3 separate regions of the Gossypium hirsutum genome follow, and regions 2 and 3 are each linked to region 1. Evidence: chromatin contacts called from public Hi-C data. All regions are on one chromosome and are shown on one strand. The core of a region is the stretch at or near the end of the contact, and the rest is flanking DNA. Distances in the headings are between cores, read along the strand shown.

Evidence for each region. A called contact is a pair of places that touch in the nucleus more often than the background predicts.
Region 2: a Hi-C map of leaf shows a contact between it and region 1, with 2.4 times the contacts expected there. The contact joins the promoter of LOC107895184 here to the promoter of LOC107938170 in region 1. A contact is called at or near these places in 2 of 34 Hi-C or Micro-C datasets (both in leaf).
Region 3: a contact with region 1 is called in a Hi-C map of leaf, with 2.8 times the contacts expected there. The contact joins the promoter of LOC107952761 here to the promoter of LOC107938170 in region 1. A contact is called at or near these places in 8 of 34 Hi-C or Micro-C datasets (callus, fibers and leaf).

What each region holds. Positions count from the first base shown.
Region 1 is chrA07:51,531,694-51,534,563 of Gossypium_hirsutum_v2.1, reverse strand. LOC107938170 (mediator of RNA polymerase II transcription subunit 19a) reads left to right here and starts at 1,412. Exons shown (of 7, transcript XM_041116912.1): 1 at 1,412-1,691; 2 at 1,796-1,938.
Region 2 is chrA07:50,893,442-50,896,273 of Gossypium_hirsutum_v2.1, reverse strand. LOC107895184 (photosystem I reaction center subunit XI, chloroplastic) reads right to left here and starts at 1,420. Exons shown (of 2, transcript XM_016820443.2): 1 at 869-1,420; 2 at 185-770. The coding sequence starts at 1,036. The coding sequence ends at 279.
Region 3 is chrA07:50,606,407-50,609,194 of Gossypium_hirsutum_v2.1, reverse strand. LOC107952761 reads left to right here and starts at 1,510. Exons shown (of 4, transcript XM_016887927.2): 1 at 1,510-2,402; 2 at 2,515-2,788. The coding sequence starts at 2,395.

The sequences.
Region 1 (2,870 bases), core at 163-2,662:
GAATAAATTGTTAAATGTTAGAAGAATTAACTAAATGAAATATTATTAAATGAATTTAAAATTAAATAATATAATAATTTACACTAGAAAGGGTGGGAAGTTTGCACCATAATCTAACCAATCACATGGGTGAGAATATTTTTGGGTAAAACTATTAGTAAGTTTACATTTTGATCATTTAAATTCAAAAGGTTATATGGTCACTAAACTATTCAAAAAAAATTAGTTAAGTCACTGAATTGTTAACTTGTTTTTTTAAAGTCTGACTAGCAAGCTCTAAGTGACAGTTTGACTATTGGTACTGTGGATTAGCACCCATTGATGAGTTAGAAAACATATTGATGATCTAAGTCAATCTGATGGCCAGTGTTTAAGATCGAAGAAAAAAGCTATTTGGATTTTGGTTTGTAGATTCCTGACGTTTAAAGTTGTTTCATGAAAAAAACTAAATTGTAGAGAGAAGGGAAGGGAAAACTTTCAATTGGTAAATGCGGTGTGAACAGAAAAGGCCATACAACACCAATTTTAACATCCTAGTGACTTAAATGAAAACTTTTGATTTTGAATAATTCAATGACCATTTTTTAGCTTTTTGAACATGAGTGATCAAAATGTAAATTTACTAATAGTTTAGGGCATAATGACTTATTTGGCCCTCCAACTTTACAAAAAAATCATTTTAGCCTTCCATTTAATTTTTTGCTGCTTTTAACCCTTAAACTTGCATTGTTTGTTGAATCATCCCAAAATGGATGAAAAAGTTAATGTCTCTTAACTTTGCTAATGTGACATCTGCATAAAAGTTAATGTATATGTCACATAAGCAATTAATAAGTTTTTTAATAATTTGAAAAATAATTTTTTATAATTCTATACTTTTTAATATTTTTTTAATTTTTATATTTTAAAATTAATTAATTGCTAACATAACATACATGTGGCAATCCTCGTGTATGCCTGGTCTGTAAGGTTAACAAATGTAAACATTTTCATCAATTTTAGAGTGATTTGACAAATATCACAAGTTTAATGGCCAAAAGAGGCTAAAATGACTTCTTTTTAAAAGTTAGAGGACCAAATAAGTCATTATGCCATAGTTTAGTTACCTTAAGTATATATGTTTTAGGTGATAAGTTAATTTTGTTTAGGCTTTCCATAATTTGATAGTCTTACGATTCAGTCCTCCATTCATTTCAATTTAATCCTTATTAATTTAATTTGATACTTCCTATTTTATTTATTTGAATTTATTTATGTTTGTCTATATATTTTTTTTATTTATGTTTGAATTTAAATCTTCAAGTTTATTTCATATGATTCTAATTACTGATTAATTATTTTATCAAAATTTTAAATGTACTAATAATTTTATACATATTAAACCGGTGCATCGGGAAAGAAAATACGAGCTAAAACTCCCACTACGACGGTTTTTGACTCTGTGACTCCAAAAAATAATAAAAATAGTAAGTAAATAAATAAGCCGGAGAAGCTACGGATCCGAGGCCTTGGACAGGAAAAGAAAGGAAAAAACTCGTGTAGTGTTGGTGGTTCGACCCTTTTCAAACCCTAAAAAAGTAGGGACTTAATTGCTTCCATTGCCTGCTCCTGAAAGCTCTCCAACTTCATAAGATCTTACACATTCTACCCCGCTTCACTCCCTCTTCAATTCGCTCTCTTTTATTTCACTGGTCAATTTCTCCACCTTTTCCCCTTCTTTTATTTTTTATTTCTTTCAAAATTTTGCGCGGTTTTTGTTTTTTGTTTGATTTTTTAAAAAAATATTTTTTCGTAGGTTTTCTTTTACTTGCATTGAAGCGTCAGGACCGAATTTATCAGGGGAGGAGAGGAGCTTGAATTTTTATTTTTATTTTGCTTTGCTTTTTCTCTTGATCTGATAAATGTTCCTCGGCGACTTTGCCCGAGTCCATGTTTGAGGTATTTATTGTTTCTTTTTATGTTTCTTGTTTTTCTTACTTGAAGTTTTTCTTAAATGATGAATTATGATGGTTTCCCCCTAATCCTTTTTTTCTTTATGTAATTAGTAATTTGTTCGGACACTGTCCTCTATGTTTATTTTTCAATTTTATTGGGAATTCATTTAAATTTGACGATTCTGCGGAGAAAAATTAGAAGAAAATTATGAAAAAAAAATGTAATTTGAGTATGTGGTTTTGGCGTTTGCTACTTGTAGAATATTATCCGGTTAGATAAAACGAAGAAGCATGTGTGAAGGTTCTCGCTTTTAGTGTTTAAAGCAAATTTTAGTAGCAAAACTAGAGATGCCCTGACTAACTAAACCTTTTATAACTTGAAACTATGTGGAGATAAAGTATTCCATATGAGCTAATTTCAAATTTTCAGTGTAATGAAAACGTCACGGCGTTGCTTGTCAACTTTTGTAGCTTACCATTAACATAGAATTTAGTATTTATTTTTAAATTTAAATACTCTAGTAGTTGGCTTGCTTTGGAAATTAATACGAAGTTCTTATAAATTTCAATTGGGTGAAGAATGGGTTAGTTACATGCTACTACCACCACCCTCAAACCTGTGTTTAGATTTCTTTCTTGTGGCTCTAGGTGCTTTGCTATTAACCTAAATAATTAATCCAGGTTCAGCAACCATTTTTCTTTTTGTTCTGAAATGAAAGGGTAATCTGGTTACCAAGTTGGCTTTTATCAGTTTTACTAGACATATAATTTGCTCAACTGTGCAATATGTCAACTATTAAATTATTGACATTTGAAGAGGGTGAAAGGGGCTATGGATCTCTTTTCTTGCTTCAGAAGTCGCTAGTTTTCTGTTAAAAAGCTTAAAACAACCTTTTGAGTTTATTCAATGAACTATGTTAATCAATGTCTCACATT
Region 2 (2,832 bases), core at 171-2,670, 640 kb after region 1:
ATTGAGGTATTAATTAATCTTTTTTTTCTGCCTCGAACGAGCACAGTAATAATTGATCTGATTTGAGCCGCTTTTAATAACAGTTAAAGCTCAAAACGCCTAGTGCGGCAATTTGGCTATTGATTGTGGTAAAGCGAGTGAAATATCTCTTTCAATAAATAACTTAAATTAGAGTGACAATCACTTGATATAATTGATATTCGTTCCCAAAGGATCATCCTGAATACAAAGATTTACATTAAAAAAGGGACCAGGTAAAACATAGATCAAATGATGATCTACTTAAAGTAGTAAGGAAGGTCAAGGACATACAGGAGGAAGTAAGCCCAAGTGACACCAGAGATTCCACCAAAGAAGAACCCTCCAGTGAACTTAGCCCATCCATCCGCCGTTTGCAACTGGTCTGGCTCTTTCTTCCTCCCAGTCAGGGTTAGGCTCGGTGCTATCGATGGCTCACCTTCTTTGAACGACGCAACACCATACATCGTCAAGCAAATGCTGAGGATCACAACCAAACCGGCAGCGGCTAAGGACCCAGCTTGACCCGCCACCGCAGTGTTCCTTAGAGGGCCGGCCTTTACGAATGGACCAACCAGGAGGAAGCCGTGAGCCAGACCCACTTCGATTCCCCTCAGAAGTGGGTTCACTGCCGTCCTATAGGCTGGGAGGTTGGAAAGGTACCATGCAATTAAGGGGCTTGAGGTGATTGGAGTCTCCAGGCTTCCAATGAAGGGGTCGCCGTTGATGGGTTGGATTACTTGAAATGTTGACTGCAAAAGGAGACGGAAGAGGGGGGGTGATAAAAAAACTTAGTGCAGTGACGAGCCTAGCTAAGCTAACAGTGACCAGACAGACATAGCTAGCTTACCTTGTCGGATTGAACAGCTTTGACAGTGAAGCAAGGGGTCCTGGTCTTTCCGGAAGATACTTTAAACGGGGATCCCGAAATGCCCCTGGGGACTACCAGTCCTCTTGTAACAGACGACCTAAAGCTGCTCTTCAGCTGAGTCGCCATTGGAGAAGCAGTGGTAGCCATTTACGGATTTTGTTGTTAACTGAAAGCAAAAAAGAGAGTGGGAAATAGAAATATGTACAAATAATACGAAGCCAAAATAGAGTGAGAGAAAGAGATTTTCCCATTATCGGATGCAAGAATGTGTGGTTGAGGTGGCTGAGGTGTTAATTTTGCAGATTTGTGATTGGATGCATCAATCTGTGGAATCTTATCCCTTATCCAATACTCGAAATGTTGCTGACGGATTACATTAGTTCTATTTTATTTAAGCTGATATCACATCTTCAGAATATAGTTTGAGATCGAAAAAGCTAGGAACACACTTTTCTAATGGATTATACTTAATTTCTTTACATAAAATTTGTGTTGTATTTATTTTACTTTACCCTGTTTAATACCATAAAACTTCCGGATTTAATTAGCTAAAAAGTTATTTTAATGTTTGGTTTGTAAAAATTATTTACTCATAGAAGACATTTGTTTAAAAAATATGTAAGATTAAGTTTGTAACAAAATTACTAAGTGCCAGTTCTGCATTGTTTTTCAAAAGTACTTCTGGCTCTAAAAGTATTTCTAGAAGAAAAGCTGTACAGAACAAGTTGCTTTTGGCTGAAATTTTTAACTTTTTAGGAGTGCTTTTGAAAAGTACTTCTGAAAAGGAGAAGTTAAAATTTTTAGTTTTTTCTCTCCCAAAAGCACTTTTAATGCTTAATTACTTTTTCACCCCTCCAATAACATTGTACTTTTTCTTTTTTTTTCTTGGTACTTAATTACAAATGTGTTAAACTCATTAGTTAAAAATAAAAAAATATTTTTTAAAATATTAATTACAAATATTTAATAGTTATATTTAAATATTTAAAATATAATTGATATATTCTAATTAAATTTTATAAATAATTAATATTTATTTCTTAAAAATATTTAAAATTTATATTTTATATATTAAAATATTAACAAGAAGTTATAATAATTTTTTTATATTCTTACTAAAATATAATAATATTAACTAATTTAAATATTATTTAAATGCATATTTGTTACTTTATAATAACATGTCTAAAATTGACATTTTATTTCTTAAAAGCACTTTTTAACAGCAATGCTAAACACTCAAATTTTAAGGGTGTGTTTGGTAATACTTTTGAAAAGTGCTTTTAAAAAGTGTTGTGGAAAAGTGTTTTTGAGAAGTGCTTTTGAAAATTTTAGGTGTTTGGTATTGCTGTTAAAAAGTGTTTTTCGGGAATAAAATGTCCATTTTAAACATGATATTATAAAGTAGCAAATATGTATTTAAATAATGTTTAAATTAGTTAAAATTATGATATTTTAGCAATAATATAAAATAATTTATTATAACTTATTGTTAAAAAATTAATATATACTATTAATTTTAAATATTTCTAAGTAATTAATATTAATTATTTATTAAATTTAATTCGAATATATAAATTATATTAAAATATTAAAACGATAAAATATTAGAGTATATTTCATAATTATTTCATAAAATCAAACAATCAGAAAATAAAAACTAAAGCATAATGAAAAATTAGAAAAAGAAGAGAAGAAAAAGATAGAGTACCAGTGGAGAAGAGAAGATACAGAGAACAATTTCAGACAAAGAATTGGAAAAGTTCTACCGTGAAGGAGATAGGTTAAAACGGTAAAATACCAACCCAAATGAACTTCAAGCTTGGAAAAGCTAAAATAAATGGCTTTTTCATCTGTAAAAAAGGCCTTAAATTAAGTTAAAAAAGTTGTCAAACAAATAGTTGTTCTTCATTGCTTTTGAGATAAAAGAACTTTTTTAGGAA
Region 3 (2,788 bases), core at 261-2,760, 930 kb after region 1:
TATCGAGCTAATGAAGTTGTAGGAAGTCATTTCTTACCTTCTTAAAGCTTTCTCACTTTGACTTCAACTTTTTTCACTAAAACTCTATAAACCTTAGACTAAGGGCTAGTTTGGATGGGCGGTGTGTTTACCTCCGGTGAGGTTAAAAACAGCGGTGACGGTGAGATTAGTTACTGTAGCGGTGAGATTGGGTACTGTAGCGGTGAGATTAGAAACAATGGTGGAGTGTGTGTTTGGATTCAAATGTAGCTGTAGCGGTGAGGTAAGAATAAAAAATTACTATTAAGGACATTAGATTAGAATTGATATATAATAGAAGTTTTTTTAAATTATTTTACTTTTTTAAAATTATTAAAATATATGAATTTATAAATTAATTTAATAAAATATTAAAATGTATCTTCCAATATTTTAATGAATTATATAATTAATTTAAATTATTTATTAGATAAAATGATAATTATTTTTAATTTTTTATATTAAATATTTTTTTATAACAATGATAAATATTATTTTCACAAATAGTAACATTATACTTGGATCAAATTTTGAAGTATCTAAAATGATAATTTTTAATTAAAAAATATAATAACATAAGACATAACAAGTTTCATTATTACTAGAAATTAGGTTTTTAATTATATATTTATTCATATAAAATTATTTATTTTATTGTCAAATTTTAAAAAAGAAAATGATAATCTAATCGTATAAAAAAATAGGAAAGAGCGTTGATTAAAAGAAAAGAAAAGGAAAGGGTAAGAATGAAAATTGAATTGTTAAACGCAGTTTTAAATCTCCACTAGCCCTTAAAGTAGCAGTGGGAAAAATGAACTGCGTTGTGATGAGATTTTTGCACCATTGTTATCCAAACAACGGGGAGAGCTGCGATTGCACGATTAACCGAGCAAATCTCACCGGAACGCAGGTGCGGTGGAATCCAAAGGCAGCCTAAAATTAATTAAAGTGATGGAATACATGAGCTTAGAAGGTTGTTTCCATGGAAAACAGTATCTAAAGGTGGGAGGTGAAACTTTTAAGAGAAAATGGAAAGGTGGAAGAAGAAGAGCTGTGGAGGCTGGTGTTGGCTGGTGAAGGGGGAAATGAGTGCTGATGAAGGTTCTTTTCCTATTAAAAAGGACCATCAAATGGGCCTAAGATCCAAACCCAATTTATCCAAGTCTAATTTTATCAAATTGTGGTCTGATTTTTTAATACAAAATTTCAACGATGTAAAATAATTTTAAATATCAAATATCATATTTAAATATTATTTTAATTATAATAATTTTGAAAATTGATTAAATTATCTTTTTATGGAAAAATTATTATTTTACTCTTTTCATTATTTCTTCTTAAATTTTGGCAATTAGAACAAATTTAATTTTAATACAATTTAATGAGTTGTGAAAATTAGTTTTTTAAGAAAAATAAGAAAATTATAATTTAATCTTTATATTATTAAAAATTTTCAATTTAATCCCAAAATCTATTTGCAATGCATATTTCAACTTAGCCTTTTAGTCAATCAATAAATAATAACTCACCTTGACAACTGCTTTCACGTATTCATTCTCAAATATAAAATTTCTTTCATAAATTTTTTTATCTGATTTGTTCCATAACTTGTTCTTAAAATTTTCTTGATATTCAAACTCAGAATTATGTCAAATATTATATCAAAATTTTCGGAGTGCGACAATCAGCGTCACCACCGTGGACATTGTTGGGAGTCACCGACTTAAGGAGATCCGAAGCCTTCGGGACACGGTGCTCTACCAAACGTAAGAACCTTGTCGAAGAGGAAGAAATCGAGAGCCCAGGAGCCCCGTCTAGAGAAAAGGAGATAAGCCATCTCCAAGAGAGACTTGAAAAAATCATGTGGTGGTCCACCACCACCATTCTAGCAGCCAAAAGCTTGAGGAGGAGAGGGGAGATCTCGAAGTTATTTTTCCGAAAGACAAAGAAGGCAAGAGGAAAAAGGACTTACCAAATCAAGAGAGAGGTGAGAGGAAAGAGAGAAAGGGCAGTTGAAAATACAAATTAAGGTCGTATTTGTTCAACACCTAAAGAAGAAAGCATTAGTTGTCTGTCATTCGCTCATGTTATCCAACGATGGTTCAATGTTATTCCACTTTATATTCATGTCCTAACCTATGTATCTTGAGAGACATTGATTTTTATTTTTTTATTTTAATAAAAACACAATGATTTAGCCATTGTTTAAAACTTACTTTATCAATTCCCTTCATCGACTATCAGGAAGTCCAACAAATTAGAAAAATAAAATAAAAATCTAAAAGATTAAAAGGAAAGCGCTACCTTACCTCTCCTTTTCCAGGGAACATAAACCCTTCAAGCAGCAACAAGATCCCGATTTTCAAAGACTCAATAATGGATGAGTAAAGTCGTTTCCTTTTTCCTCCCTTAATTTCATTTTCATTGAAATTGTTTTCTTCTCTTTTATTTCTTTCAAAATCTCACTTTCACACTGTAAATTCATCTGTTTCTCAGATCTGAGCAGGACCCAAGAAGACTGACTTCCACATCGTCTTCTTCTTCATCCACAACAAGCGTTCACGTCACGGCCTTGGACGGCCTGGTAAACGTCAACTCCCTCTTCACCATCGCCGTCTTCGTGGGCCTTTCTTTAACCACGCCAGGCCAACATAGCCTCGAGAATCGAGCCCCCTGCGACGCCGGCATCGACGTTGCGAAAAAGCTCTTGGTTTTCGAGGTAGTCTCCTTCAGCTTCTTCCTATTCTCGTCCCTGGTAGCTCAGGGTTTG